Regions from separate parts of the Mus musculus genome. Here region 2 is linked to region 1. A link is a contact called in public Hi-C data. All regions are on one chromosome and are shown on one strand. The core of a region is the stretch at or near the end of the contact, and the rest is flanking DNA. Distances in the headings are between cores, read along the strand shown.

Region 1 (7,364 bases), core at 1,991-4,490:
TCTACTTTCAAAACAGCCAATCCTTCGCTCTGGCCACACACGACTTGCCCTCCTGCCGCGTCCCTGACAACCAAAGAGCCCGCAAGCTTAGGTTTTCCAGCCCAGAGCTGTGTAGTTTCTTAGGCCAGAGTTGGAAAAGACTCAGAAAACTGCTAGTTAGTACATCTAGAGATTCTTCTTGGCAAGAGGCTGCCCTCTTCTCTCGCTACTATGGTGTTCCTCGGGTGTCATCCTTACGCGTGCAGGCACACACGTTGGGCCTGGCCTCCAGGGCTTCTTTCTCTGGTCCTCAGGCCCTTTCTTTCTACCTCTTTCTTCCTCCAGACCCTTTGTCTCTCTTTCTGGGTGCCTAACTGTCTCTGCAACTCTCCTCACCTCCCGCATCAACAAATCCAAAATCGCACTCGCTGTTTCTCAGGCCAGTCCCCCGGATTTTCCGAATCCCTCAGCCCTGCGTCCCTCCCAGCGAGCCCAATGCCACAGCGCGCCCCCGGCTGGGGCTGCGAAGAGCAGCTGGGACCTGCTGCTCGTCCGCCACAACAGAACAGAATCCCAGTTCCCACACCTGGCCCGCAGCGGCTGTGTACGAGGGCAGAATGGCGTAAGGGAGGAGGCGCCACCGGCGAGGTGCACCAGGCTCACCTTGGCCGCCCCGGGGCCTCCCAGGGGCCCGCAAGGCTCTCGCAGCTCATAGCCGCCGCTTGGTGGACTCCGCTCAGTTCTCCGCACCACATCATCGGCCACCAGGTCCCCGAATGCGGATCTGATAGCGGGCGGTGGCCCAAGGCGGCGGCGAGGGCGAGGACTATCGCCATCCGCAGAGTCTGTGGGGCCGTCGGCGCCTGAGGATGTAACAGATGGGGGCCCAGCAGGCTGGTCGCCGTCTGGGCCACCTCCCGTGCTGGGTGCCCTGGGCTCGGTGTCGTCCTGGGCTCCCTCCTCGTCGGGGAAGCGGTTGGACTCTACGTCCACCTCCGGTTCGTCCGCGGTGTCCACGTCGGGCGAGGCAGAATGATAGCTGGAGCTGCCCTCGCTCAGAAAGTCCGGGCTCACGTAGCCCCCTCCGGTCCCGGTGCCGGGCACTGGCCCGCGAGCAGGTCCGGAGCCATAGGCCTCGCGCGCGCTGCCGTAGAGCTTAGCGATGCTCTCTGCATCCTTAACTACGGGTCGGAAGGCTGACACGTAGGAGCTTTTGCGAGCAGGTGGCGGTGGCGGAGGGGGCAGGGGACCCAGAGACGGTGGCAGCGCCTCGTCCGCACCGTCCTCGTCCAGGGGCCCGCGGGATAGAGCGCTCGGGCAGCGCTCCTCCGTACCGAGGCTGCCCTCTTTAGCTGGCTCGGCACCGTCCAAAGACTCAGGACCGCCCCCGCCAGCCGCCGCCGCCGCTGCAGCAGCAGCCGCAGCCACCGCGGCCGCTACGGCCTTAGCTTGGCTCTGAGCGGCCGGGTAAGGAGGCACCGGGAGGCTCCCGGCTGCTGGCCAGAACATGGGAAACGTCGGGTATACAGTGGCGGCGGCAGCTGCGGCAGCTACCGCCGCTGCGTCCTTGGCTGCGCCGGAAGGTTGATGTCCCCAGAACATTGTGCCGCCACCAGGGCCGGGCCCTGCTCCTGGGGGCAAGTGGCCAGCTCCCGGGCCACCCGCACCCGCGGCGGTGCCAGCGCCCCCACTGCTCCCGGTGCCAGGGCCTCCCTTGGGTTCTCCGGCGACCAACACTGGGTCGTCCTTTTTGGGACATAGGCCGAATGCTGTGGGGAAACCGTAAGGATGCGGGAAAAGAGGCGGGGGCAGCTTTTGCAAGAGGCCAAAACCTTTGCTGGGCACTGGAATCACCGGGTAGCTGCGAACCCCTGCGCTGCCCCCAGGTCCTCCAGGTCCTGCAGGGCCACTAGCTGCCGCCGCCAGGCCAAGTGCGCGCTGCGGATGCGGTGGAGGTGGCCCGGGAGGCCCAGCCGCCTCGTCTTCACCGCAGCGCAGACTTTTGTGGGGCGGTGGGCCTGGGGCCATCTCTGAGCCGCACCCTGGACCGCCACCGCCACCAGCGCCGCCCTTCCCTGCACCACCAGACCCGCTATTAGCGCCGCCTCCGCCGCCCCCTTGCAGGGAGAAGGTCCGCTTGCGCGTACCGCCATTAAACATAGCCTTGACGTCCTCCCAAGCGTGGCTCAGTTCGTCGGTGGCCGACTTGTCACTGAGTTTGAGGTGCCGACGCCACGAGTTAAAGTTGGCGGCGTCGGGCTGAGTGTACTTGGCGTCGGGTGTGCGGTGCGAATGGAAGATGAACTTGTTGGGAGAGAAATACATACTGCAGTAGCCGCACTTGATGCACTTAGCACGAGAGCTGTTGTAACGGGCAGGGATGAAGCTGCCCCGAGAGCCCCATGCGCACTCGTGCACCACGTCAAAGGCGAAGTTCTCAGGCAGTTTGGGGGGCTTGTGCTCGCCCAGGAACGACTTGCACAGGCGTTCGGCCTCTCGTTTTGTGATCATACCACAGCGGCGAGAGGAGATGGGCATGGCCCCGGCCCGACGCAGTATCTCCAGCTGCACCGGCGTGCATTGCACGCATGTGATGCCCAGGGCCACGCGGCGGTTGTGGATCTCATTGTAGCTGTAGTTTTTGAGCAGGGTGTTGGAGATCTGGGCTAGGCACAGGCGCTCCTGCCCATCAATGACCAGCGACACGATGGGTACCCCGTACAGCGACGTCTCGCCCACCTGGTTGGGTTTAAGGGCGCTGGATCCCGAGTAGGGCTGCAGCTCTTGCTTGGAGTTGGGAGAGGAGCTGCCCTCGCGTCCCGGCCCCAGCTGAGTGGTGAGAGCCTCCATGCCGCCGCTCCTGCGAAACAGAGAGAGCAGAGAGCAGATGAGCCATTTTTTTAGCGCCGCTACCTAGGTTCAGGCCCGCCCAGCGGGGCGCAACGTGTGGGGTGCGAGGGGGTTACTTGGCAGTGGGGAGCTCAAGCTCATTCGTCCCACGGACTGGCCCCTTTTGTTATTCAGACCAGCTTCTGAGCTGAAACAAAAGCACCCGGGGGGCTAAGGGAGGAAAAGGGAAAATCGAAACCTCAGGAAAGCCCCGGCTGCCAGGAAACCAATCCTGTTTTCAGATTGGAAAGGAAGTGGGACCCAGAGACGGAGAGTGACTTGCCCAAGGCCACACAGCAATGCCATAGCCAAATCCAGGCTTTCCAGCCGGCACTCAGGTTTGCGTGCCTTCAGCTACCTCACAGCTCGCCCTGCCCGCCAGGGTCCTGAAGCCCGGACTTCAGGGACCAGCGGCCCCTCTGCTCAGTCGCGCATGCACGCGTGCGGGCGGGGGCAGTGAAGGGAGAGGTGGGGAGGCGAAGGAGGGGCACTCACTGCCCATCACAAACTGCAGGATGTAGGGGTGGGGGCAGGGAGAAGGGGGAGGGATGGAGGTTGAAGGAGGAGGATAGAAGGAAGAGGAGGAGGCCACTGCTGTTCGCGGTGCTGAACCCTACCCTTTCCAAAGCTTGTCGCGTGCACCACGACCTCGGGTGGCCCCCAATGCACCTATCTTCGTGGTGACCGGCTTCCAGGGACAACAGTACCGGTTTGCACAAACCTGTACTTCTCTTCTGACTCCTTGAGCCCGGTGTTCCTTGAGCAGAAAGAGTCCAGCTGGGTTTACAAAACGCTTTCTTGCCAGCCATCAGTTAGGCCGGGATCACGCAGTCTCTAACCACATTTTCTGCATTTTTTAGCTGCATTCCAGACTAAAGCCGGCTCCCCTCTTGTCAGCGCTTGGGACAGAGAGGTTCTCACAGGCGTTTCTCTGGAGTCACTTTTTAGCTTTGGAAACATGCCCCTGAGCTTTCTGTCCTCTTCCACACAGCTTTTCTTACTCAGACCCAACACAGGCTCCCCAGGCTCTGGGCTGCTCCTTTTGTGGGGGTGACTCCTCTTTGAGTATCCTTCATGCCCCGACATCAGCTCAGATGGGCTAGAAGGAATCTTGGCCACTCTTGGAAGCCACTGTAAAACTCCAAGCACTAAAAAGTTGCTGCTGGTCCCTCGCTTTGATCTCTGGAGAAGGCAGAGAGGAAGCTGTATCCACAGTCTAGCCTGGTGGAGGACCCAGGAATTGATGTTTAGGGCCTTCTAGGTCGCCCAGTCACCTCACGTGTCTTCAGACACTCAGGGCTCCATGGACCCAATGCTGGGCGGCAGGCGCTCTTGCCGCCAATCTAGTCCCTAGGACTCCCTCCTCCGAACTTGGCTGGAAAAGCAAATCCATTTCAGAGGGGTAGCTTCACTCTAACAGGGATCCGAATTCCAAAGCTAAGAACCTGGCATCTTTGGTCTGCAGGTATCTTTCCCTCCCTCTGTTTGCTTAGATACTTATTTGTCGATCTTATCTGTCCCTGAGCTGTCTGTCGCTGCCAGCTCACCGCTCTTTCTCCCATCTATCTTGTATCTTGTTCAAGTATCAACCTATTTATTATCTGTTTCATCTCTTCCAGTCAAACTGAGGCAAGTTGATCCTCCCTTGTCACTGAAATCCCCAGTAACATTTTAGGAGGCAAGCAAACTACTGTGCTAACTCCCTGGCTGAGGGGTCAACAAGGCGAGCTAGGTGTCCCAGGGACGGCTCTCACACAGGCTGAGGAGGTGGCTAAGGGGGCCCGCAGCTGTGGGAAATGACGATGGCTTCTGGGATTTCTGGGCAAATGTACCGGGCCCGCATAGAGTGAAGAGGACACCCTGAGCCTGGAGCGTCCACCTGAAGCTGGGGCTCCTGAGTCCCCAAGGGGTTTTCCCAAAGGGCTTTTGGCCTTGGAGCCCGGAGAAGTGAGGGACCCTAGGAAGGAAACAGCATTTCGAGGGCCAAAGAAGAAAGCACCAACGAAGGGCCGCACTCAGGGACAAGGAGCAGTGCTCAGGGCGGCATGGGGACCCCCTGGCCCGCTCCTGTGGCTCGAGGGGCGAGCCTAGCGAGGTTAAGCAGGCGGGAGGTGGGCAGCGGTGGCAGCGAGGCTGTGGAGTCGTTTGTTAGGATAGGAAACAACCGCCACAGAGTCTAAAGGAGAAGTCAACGAAAGAAGCGCTGCGGCGGCCGGCGCGGGGGCTGTGGGCTCGCGATCGCAGGTACTCACCGTGCGGGCGGCTGGAGCCGGGCAAGCGGCGAGCGGAGGTGCGCGGCGGGCGGAGCGGCGGGCGGGAGTCGGGGATCCGCCGGGCTCTCCGGGTGACGGCGCGGCCCCTCCCCGCGCGCGCGCACAGCCGCGCAACCCCGCTCCCCGCGCTGCCACCCGCGGCCCCTCCCGCTCTCAACAGGCACGGGGCGCCAGGGTCCCCGGAACGGAGCCCGGTGCCCGGAACCGCCGCCCCCGAGGCCGGGGACTGGCCCGAAGAAGAAGCCGAAGCCTAGAGCTCATGGCGCAGCGGCGGGCACGGCCTCGGTCACAGGCGGGAGTGGCGAGGCCGGCGCTGGGCGGGAGCGCCTGACAGCTGCGAGCCGGGGCGCCACACCCACCACCCCTCGCTGTCCCTCGCGCCCTCCCCGGGTGCGCCCGCCCGCGGGCCACGCGCCGCGCCCGCCGCCTCTCCGCAGCCCCAGGGCCTGTGCGCCCCAGGTAAGCGGCCGCCCACCTGCGGCCCGCGGCTCGCACCTGCGGCCCTGCGCGAGCCAGAGAGGCCGAGTGGGCGGAAGGGATGGAGGGGATCAGAAAGTCCCCCCCGCCCCCCATAACCAAGCGCTAGGGTCCAAAGCTAGCCATTGCCACCGAGGGCCCGAAGCCGGGCTGGGTGGTGGAGTTGAGGGTTACTCAAAAGAAAGGGGAGTAGGGAGGGTCACATCGCGCTCCCGCTGCAAGGACAGTGGAACTAAGAGTTTGCCCTGGAGACCCAGACGGGCCGTCCAGACTGGGATGGAGTACTGAGCGCTGGGGAGCGCAACCGGGAAGGGGCAGGCGCAGCGCCCCAAGGCTCCTGACTCTGGGAGCAGGCTAGAATGCATTATTGTGAAAGTCACCCTTCTGCTTTCTTCACTGGGCAAGGGACGGCTGGGGACTTGGGTTTGTGCCCCAACCCCAGTATCTCTTATCTCTAACAGGTTTAAGGCAAACGCCAAGTCATAATTAGAGAGTGCGAGGGGTCAACTACTTGGTCGACGTCGCTGTTCTCTAGCGGTGAGGGGTCCAAATATTTTGGACGTCACCACCCCTTGGTACTTTCTTTATACTCTAAATACTCTAAAGCATATTTCCCTCTCTCTCTCTCTCTCTCTCTCTCTCTCTCTCTCTCTCTCTCATCCTTCTGTCAGGTCTCTTTTCGTCTTAATCCATGAGTTACTAGTAGCACACCCCTCTCCTGTTTTTGGGCGCCCCCTTGGCCATTTCCACCTCCTCTTCCTGCCCCCCGTGGCATTAAGTGTCCTTAATGGACACGTTAATTAAACTGTAATTAATCATACTGTCCAACCCAAGTTTGAGCAATTACCCTAATCAAACAGAAGTTAATAATGGCAGGGATGGCCCGGGGCGCGGTGGGCCGCCCGGGCAGGGGGCGCAGCGGCCACAGCGGCTACTGGCGACAGCAGCAGAGGCGAGTGCAGCCTGCCCTTGGAACCTGAGTGGTTCCATAAATCTTCCGCGGGTAGCGGCTCGGGGTCGCCCCCGCCCCCGCCCTCCTGTTTTCCTTCGGGCTCCAGGCTCTGGGCCCTCTTCCCTCCTGGGTTTCAGCTCCCATGGGTTAACTTCGTCTTCTCCTCTGCTTCTCTCGAGCTCCTTTCCTGTTCTTTTCTCTCTGGCTCGAGGAGACCTCATGGAAGGGCCCTGGAGTACAATTAGGTGGCTTGGGCCTATCCCTCAGAGAAAGGAGGTGCCAGGCCTAGGGCAGGTTCCCAACCTGTTCCCCGAAGCCCTGGAAACCTCTCCTAAGCAAGTTTGAAGGCTCCATTTCTTCTAGATGGGGGTGTCTTGCCTCCCCCCCCCACCCCCCCGTCTCTCTGTCTCTGTCTCTTGCTCTCTCCCACCTCGCCTCTTACTCTCTTCATCCTGGAGCCTCCTCAGGCCCTCTTTCCTGGCATCTCTCCTAGGTGCTACCCCTGCCCCACTCCAACTCTGTGCGCTCATCCTCTCGCCTTCTTTTTGAGGAAAACAGCCCGTTTTCTGTCCCAGTACAAGAGGCTATCCCCAGCACGCCACCCCCCCATCTCCCCTCCCTTGGCCCAGGCTCCCCCACCCCATAATTACAATCTCACTCGGTAATTATTCCTAGAATCCTAATGATTTTTTTTAAAAGCAACCTCAGAATTCGGTATGGTGGTGACAGGAGTAGCCCTGCGCCCCCAGGGTGGGAGTCGGGAGAGGAGGAAGAGTCCCCCCTCCCGGAAGGGA
Region 2 (7,364 bases), core at 2,207-4,706, 1.2 Mb after region 1:
CATTTTTATTTAATGGGTGTGTGACTATAGCACTACACACACACACACACACACACACACACACACACACACGTGGAGGCCAAAGCGCAAATTCCAGGAGTTGGTTCTTTCCTTCTACCACGTGGGTCCCAGGGATACAACTTAGGTTGCCAGGAATGGCAGCAAGCACCTTTACCCACTGAGCCATTTCACTGGCTCAACATATTGTAAATATCTTCTTATTCTTGTGATGAGGCCAGGTTTGGTGATGGCTCTGAGGAGGGGAAGACATGGAACTAGAGTCAGGGGAGGTACCAGACATCCTTCTCCAGTGCTCCACACTGTCACAGTCCCTTCCCTCTGAAGAGTTCAACACTCCTCCCCACCCCCGCAAAGTTCTGGCCTTTTCCTTATCCAGCCAGTCCCACGTGTCCCTGAGAGTCCCCAGTGGGCTCCCTCCTGGGGTTTTGGGAGGGTCTTTGTAGGAAAGGTGATCCTAGCAAGGAGACCTAGGGGAGGGAAGGCATGAGGGGCCATCTCAGCTAGGAAGGGGGACAGTACCCCTTTTCTTAGCCCTGGGCACCCCTGTCTCTGGGATTTATTTCCAGGAAGGAGGAGTCATTCCAACTTGGACAGAACAGTTCTGGCTTCTGCCCTCTCACCCTGTTCAGGCAGAAAGGCACATCCTTGTGCCCACAGAGGACAGATAACAGCACAAAGACTTGAGTTGGGGTGTCAGATTCTGGGTCCCTCAATCAGCTCATGGTACCTTTTCCCTCCTTCCTAAGGTATAATATGTGTGTGTGCACATATATATGCATATGTGTGTCTATGTATATATATATATGTACATATATATACATACATACATATATATATATATATATATATATATATATATATATATATATATATAATGATAGAACATACTTCTATGTATCGCTCAGTTGGTAGAGTGCATGCCTCACATGCATGAAGTCCTGGGTTTGATTCCCAGCACTGTGTAAAACCTGGCATAGTGCCATACACCTGGAATCCTAGCACTTGGGAGGTGGAGGCGAAAGATCAGAAGTTCAAGGTCATCCTTAGTTAAGTTCAAGGGCAGCCTGGCACGGCTCATCACCAGCACATTCAGCTGAGTGTAAGCTTTTGGGTGGCGACTGGACTTTGTTTGAGATTCTACCCTTTGGTGAGTAGCATAGTCTTAGATGTTACAGCTTCCCAAATAAACTTGGAGAAGTTGGGCCAGGCCAAGCACTATTGTGCCTCCTGCAAGCAGGCTCTCCTGGCAAGTGAATGATGGATTGTAGGTTCCGGCCGACCCCAAGCTGACTCCTAGAGATGTTTGCTAAAAGTGCTTCTGGCTCTGTTGTGACATGTGTTCTTGGAGGCCTGCCATCTGGGCAGGGAAAGCCCAGCTTTATAGATCCGTGCAGCTTTTTAGAGTATGGCAGAAAACCAGGCACCCACCCCCCTGTCCCTCAGCAGTCCTTAGACACATGATCCCTGCCTGGCAGTATGTGAGTGCAGCCAAGGAACGAGCCGGGCAGGACAGCCTGCTTTGTGCTGCTCTAGAGCACAATGGGTATCCAGAAAGACCCACCCAGCTCCACGAATCCACCAGCCCACTTAGACATTTCTACCACACAGAAAGTCAGAGTGAGAGGCACGGTAAATAAAGGTGGAGCTCAGAATCCAAGAGCCACTGTGCAGAGGAAGCTGTGTAAGCCTAGACTAATTTTAATTAAGCTAATATTAACCGCAGACAGTGGCCAAGTGCCACCAGTCACTGTTCCAGGAAATGGGCTTTGGTTTAATCCTCAGAAGGCTTGTGGTAATGTTAGCATTCCCATTTTACAAACAGGGAAACTGAAGCTAGAGGGACTCAGTGATCTTTCTAATGTCACAGTGAGTGGAGCTGGCTTCCCAGTGTGAGACTCACACCCCCTAGGGCTATGAAGTTGGGAACTTTTTCCAATGTCAGATTTGGTCTCCTCACTGCCAGATGGGGAACTTCATATATCACTAGATGGTTGGTCCTGCAAAGGAGGGGCTAGAGCACTAGAGAAGGCAGGAAGCTCCTGGGGTGCAGAATTTAAGGAGGGACTCACTCTGGCGGGTGAGTGACCCGGGTGTTTGCTAAGTGCTTCACCCGGTTTCAAGCTCTACTTTTATGTTGTGAACAAGAGGCTCTGCCATCTGTTGTCCGTTTAGTTTGACATTCCAAGGTAAGGAACTGCTGGGGAGGTTGGTTTGGAGTTTTGGGACCTGAAACCCCAATGCAGAAAGATCTCATCTGCTCACACCATTCCTGCAGAAGCCTAGCACTTACTGGATGAACCTGGTCTGGTGCTTGCAGAGCAGGGCTGCCTGTTGTGGGCCAATGGGAAGAGGGCTTCTTCTTATTTCTCCAAACCCCACTGGGCTGAAATGGACAGATGACAGGGAGTACACTCCTGGGGAAAGAGCTGGATCCTCAGGCTGCACGGGAGCCTGGGTCGAGTGGCTTGTCCCAAAGCCACAGACAATCTGCCTGTTCTAGTGGCAAAATTCTCCCTCCGGGTGCAGGACACCTTTCCCAAGTGTGGGACCCCACCTCACTTCAAGGGAAGGAAACACCCCACCACCCCCACCTCTGGCAAACAGGGAAGCAGGAGTGAGCCCCTCATATCTTGGAAAGGAGTAGGGGTGACCAGCAGGTGTTCCCACCACCTGGCTAGGACCCACTTACAAGCACACGAGGTGTAGTCTAAAGTGTCACCTGACTGAAGACTTCCAGGTGGCTCTGGGTGCAGTGCCAGGCCTCTGACACCCTATCATTAACATGCACCCTCCTCTGCCCCCCCCCACCCCCCATCTCATCCCCTGTTCGAAGACCTTGAAGTCTACAAGAAGCCCCGCTGGTTTAAGTCCAGCCTTTGGAGTTGACCACAGCAGTCCAGCCTTTGGAGTTGACCACAGCATGGCAAGTTCTTACTCTGGGGCCTGGCTGTCTGCACTTTACCTGGTGCAGCTCAGCTTGTTCTGCACACTGAGTTCTTTGCTTTTCTAGCTTTCCCTGGGTATCTATCTGTACTCAGCTTGTTAAAAGCTCAGTTTGGGGCATATTCCTGGTCCCCTTCCATCCTGGGCTAGCTTCGCCAGCCAGAGCTTCTACAAAGAACAGGTGCAGAGGCCACGCTAATCGGTCGGTCAGAAGGAAAAAAAAAAGGGGGGGGGGAGGGAGAAGGGAGTCGCGAGGGGTTAAAAGGAAGAGATACAGAAAAGAGAGAGCGGGGGAAAAACGGTAAAAGAACGATAACGGGTGGATGCAGAGTAGGGAAGTGAGAAGAGAACAGAGGGAATTAAAGAAGGCAACCGGCAGAGAGAAAGCTAGGAAAAAGAGCGAGGGAATGCGCGCGATCGCAGGGTCTGAAAAGAGGTGGGAGGGAGAGGGAGAGCGGAGGGAGGAGGGAAGAGGGAGGGGCCGAGGGACGCAGGGGGGTGGGGGCTGCCGTGGCAGCAGTCGCAGCGGCTCCAGCCTCCTGCTTGCTCACTCGTTCTCAGTGCCCGGAGCCGGCTGCCCGGCTCGGGGCGGTTCGCAGCTCCCTCTCCTGCCTGGGGACCTGAAGCCGCTCCGGCTCCGGGGTATAGGACCGCGCGACTGGCTGGCCCAAGCCCGGGGCGCGCCACGGAAGCAGGTAGATGGTTGGGTGGGGTCCGCGGGGACCCGGAGCCTCGGAGCACTGTGGGTGCATTGGGTCGGGGTGTGGGTTCCAGTTCAGGGGAGGGGGCTTTGCAGCGTCGCGACTAACTTTCCACCAGCTCCGTGGGTCCTCCGTGGCCAGGTCCCGGCTCTAGAAGGCGAGTTTGGCGAGGGGCAGAAGGTGGATGGCTGGGCTTGCGGGAGCGCCCGGGGGTCTATGCGAGACGTAGAGAGCCTCGGCTGGGCCAGGCGCGCGTCCTCTGGCCGCAGTCAGGACGCAGCGGCCGCCGCGTCTCCACGTGCGGGGGAAGACCCGAGAGTCGCGGTGCGGGTGTCCGGAAGAAGGAACCTGCCAGCTCTGCGCGAATCTGGGGTCTCCCGGCCGAGAGCCATTCTAGATGTGCGGGACCTTCGCCCCGCACCGCGTCCTTCCGACCCGGGTCCCGACGCAGAGCTGCGGGGCCGCGCGCAGGTCCCCGCGGAGCCCAAGCCCAGCCGGTGCCACGCGCAACGTGGACTCACTCTCTTTTTTTCCTCCTGATCCTGTCTACCCACTTTCACTGAGGGAATCCCGGACGCCCTGCAGTCCTGCGGGTCGCCCCTGGCTACATACCTCCGACCCTCGGCGGAGACCCCAACACCCAAAGTTAAAAGAGAAGCGAGTCCCTCTTCCTGCGCTCGTGGGCGGCTGTCCCGAACTTCCTAACTTCTCTCCCAAACGCGGGCGGTAGTGTTGTAGCTGGGCACACAGTGGTCCTGGTGGCAGCCCTGCGCAGGCACCTTCCCCTAAGACTTGATTTAGTCTTTTAATTTTTAGGAGGAAAAAAAAAAGACTTGAAAAATAGGTAAAACCGTTCCTTCCCGGGACCAAGGTTGCGAGTGGGACGGAGTCACGATCGGTCTGTAGTCTGGGAGCTCTGGGTCTCCGCCTGGCGGGCCCCAGAGCCCTCGAACCCCAGATGCTTTTTCCTGGAACTGCCTCCCACGCTCCATCCCACTGTCGTCGCGTCTCAGAATCCGTCCCCGTGAGTGCCTGCTGCGAGGCCAGCCGGCCTCTTTCCGGGCTGGTGATGCTCTCGAGAAAAACCGGTCCAAGTGACTGGGATCAGATTCTCCCACGCCTGGTCCCTCCGGGAGCCTATACAGCAGGGCCTCCCGCAGGTTGGAGGATGCTTACCAGGAGGTTAGGGCTCCCCGCCTTCCCAGCTCTCTGTGGCAAGGATACTTGTGCCCAGCGCATCTGCGCCCATCACTGTCCTGGGGGAAACTGGGGTTAATGTCCTGACCAGGTGGTGGCGCGCGGCAGGCTGCCGGGACCGTCCCGAGCCTGCCCCGATAGTGTTTTGGCTCCGGGAGTCCAGTGGCTGGATTCGCCGACCCTCATCTCTTTCCAGCGTTCGGTCTTTGTTGGACTGCAAGCCGAAAAGATCTTTTGTGAGGCTTAGCGGAGGTTTAGAAGTAGCAAAAAAGCTGGAGTTCTTTGCAGAGAGGATCATCTACGGGCCATCGCCCCCTCCCTGAAGGTTGGGTTCAGTGTCCCAGAGCATTGACATTAACGCCCAGCCTAGGATGTGAAGCTTAACCTGTTTCTTTGGCGGCTTTTCCTGCGGTGTGCACCAAGCACCGGGCTCTTGCTGTTGCTCACACATTGTTTAAGCCCCTAGAAAATTGAAGCCTGTAACTGCAGTCCTTCCCTTTCCTCCCATTCTGCAGATCAGCCTACTGAAGCCCAAAGAAGTGAAGGGACTCCCTTAGAGCTGACTAAGGGAAGTCTTCCTGCCTAAGGGCTGGGCACCTTTCCTGATTTCCCCCGTTGATTTCCACTTTCTTAGTGTTAGGCCATTGAATGATGAAAAGGCTGGAGGGCCAGGAGGTTGGAAGGTTAGAGGCAGGACACCGTGGGTAACCAGCATCTCCCAAGAGGAGCCATGTCTACTGTATGCCAAGTTTGTGCTTTGCCTGTCTGCTTTAAGATGCCACGGACCTGCCTCTCCGGTGGCCTGTGGGGCACACGTGGAGGGCACAACAGGGGTTGCTGTGTAGCAGAGTCCGGCAGGCACTCTCAGCTGAAACCATTCCCACAGGATCTAGAGTGAGCCTCACGCACTACTACGGGAAGAGAAAGATTTCCCAAGCCAAGGTTTCACTGCTAACCTCAGGCAGTGAAACGGTGTGGGTCAAGGAGAACTCAAGTTCAGCACTTGGCCTACAGGTCCACAACCTCTGTGGAAGGGGAAGGTTAGCAGTTGTCTCTGAAGGCAGAAGTCAGTGACCCTAGGGCCAGGGAGATGGCTGTGGAAGCTGCGGAAGCTGTTACCCCCCTCTCTCCTGCTTGTTTCCCCCCCCCCCCCCGCAAGCTTCCTAGGTTTCACGGAGGCTTCACGCATTCCTTTGCTTCTGCCAAGCCTCACTTATAGAAAGCAGGTGCTGGCAAATGAGATGGTCCAGCCCAGTAAGGGTGCTTGCGGCCAAGCCTGACAACATGAGTTCAATCCTGGAGACTCACGTGGTGGGAGGAGAGAGCTGATTCCCACAAAATTTGTCCTCCTGCCTTCACATGCTTGCTGTGGCATGCACCCTCTCTCCCTAAACACATACATAAACAGACAAGTGTAGTAGATTCTAGGTGCTTGGGTATTCTAGGCTTTGTATGAACTGGGCCTTTCCCCTCCTAGGGACATCTGGTCAACCCTTAGCTCTGCAGCAACTCCTTGGGCCCAGGGACTCAGCCAAGCATGGTCCCCAGCTTACTATGCCGACACCCCAGGTCCTACCCTCCTATGCTTACAGTCTAGTTTCAAGGACAAGGCACATAAACACATAAAGACCTCTGAAGAACGGTTGGCAATGTAACAAATGACCCCAGCCTCACCTCAAGGAGTGACAAGATCTGAAACAGTTGGCCCTGAAGTTTGGAGTGTCAGCTGGTTTTCAGGGGTGATCCAGGACAGCTGTATTGCTGACGTTATTTGTATGTGGCACTGGAGAGCAGCCTGAAGAGTTTCTGCTGGTCAGAGCATGGCAGGAGGGAGCAGAAGCATGTCGGCAACTGTGATCTTGCTAGGTCTCCATAGAGACTGCTGCCAGGTGACTATGTACCTCTGAAACTCCAGCACCAACAGCTGCCTGGTAAGCTCTAGAGCCCCACTGTACAGACTGATAAGTGGAACCTCGGGTCTGTAGACTGGGACAACTGTGCAGTCTAGGGGACCCAGAATTCAGGTGTCCCTGACGAGTCCCATTCAAGTTAAAGTGCTGATCTCCTGAACTGGGGGATGACTCAGTAAAGTGCTTACTGTGCAAGCAAGAGCACCTGAGTTTGAGTCCCACCCAGAACCCTCATGAAAGGCTGAGTATGGTGATATGCCCTTTGTAATCCCAGTGCTGGAACTCACCAGATAGACAGACTGACAGACAGACAGTTTAGCCTAATGGATGAGTCCCAGGTTCTAATGAGAGACCCAGCCTCAAAAACAAAGTGGACACCTCTTGAGGATGACACCTGAGGTTGGCCCCAGCCCTCTGCCTGCATTCATGCACCCACATGTGCAAATGCACACATACAAACACATAAAATAAATACGCATAACAACTGGAGCCCTTCTGTCTGTCTGGAAGGCTGAAGGCGTCATGTTTCTGCAGGGGGTGGGGGGGGGGAGGGCTTAGAGCAGCCCAGCTCCATGGACTCACCCTCAGTGGC

The links. A called contact is a pair of places that touch in the nucleus more often than the background predicts.
Region 2: a Hi-C map of embryonic stem cells shows a contact between it and region 1, with 10 times the contacts expected there. The contact joins the promoter of Megf11 here to the promoter of Skor1 in region 1. A contact is called at or near these places in 3 of 39 promoter capture datasets (embryonic stem cells and liver), 5 of 484 Hi-C or Micro-C datasets (all in embryonic stem cells) and 2 of 115 datasets of contacts at active chromatin or transcription factors (embryonic stem cells and pancreatic cancer cells).

What each region holds. Positions count from the first base shown.
Region 1 is chr9:63,143,740-63,151,103 of GRCm38.p6, forward strand. Skor1 (SKI family transcriptional corepressor 1) reads right to left here and starts at 3,241. Exons shown (of 9, transcript NM_172446.3): 1 at 3,068-3,241; 2 at 643-2,839. The coding sequence starts at 3,174.
Region 2 is chr9:64,382,170-64,389,533 of GRCm38.p6, forward strand. Megf11 (multiple EGF-like-domains 11) reads left to right here and starts at 3,457. Exons shown (of 25, transcript NM_001134399.1): 1 at 3,457-3,659.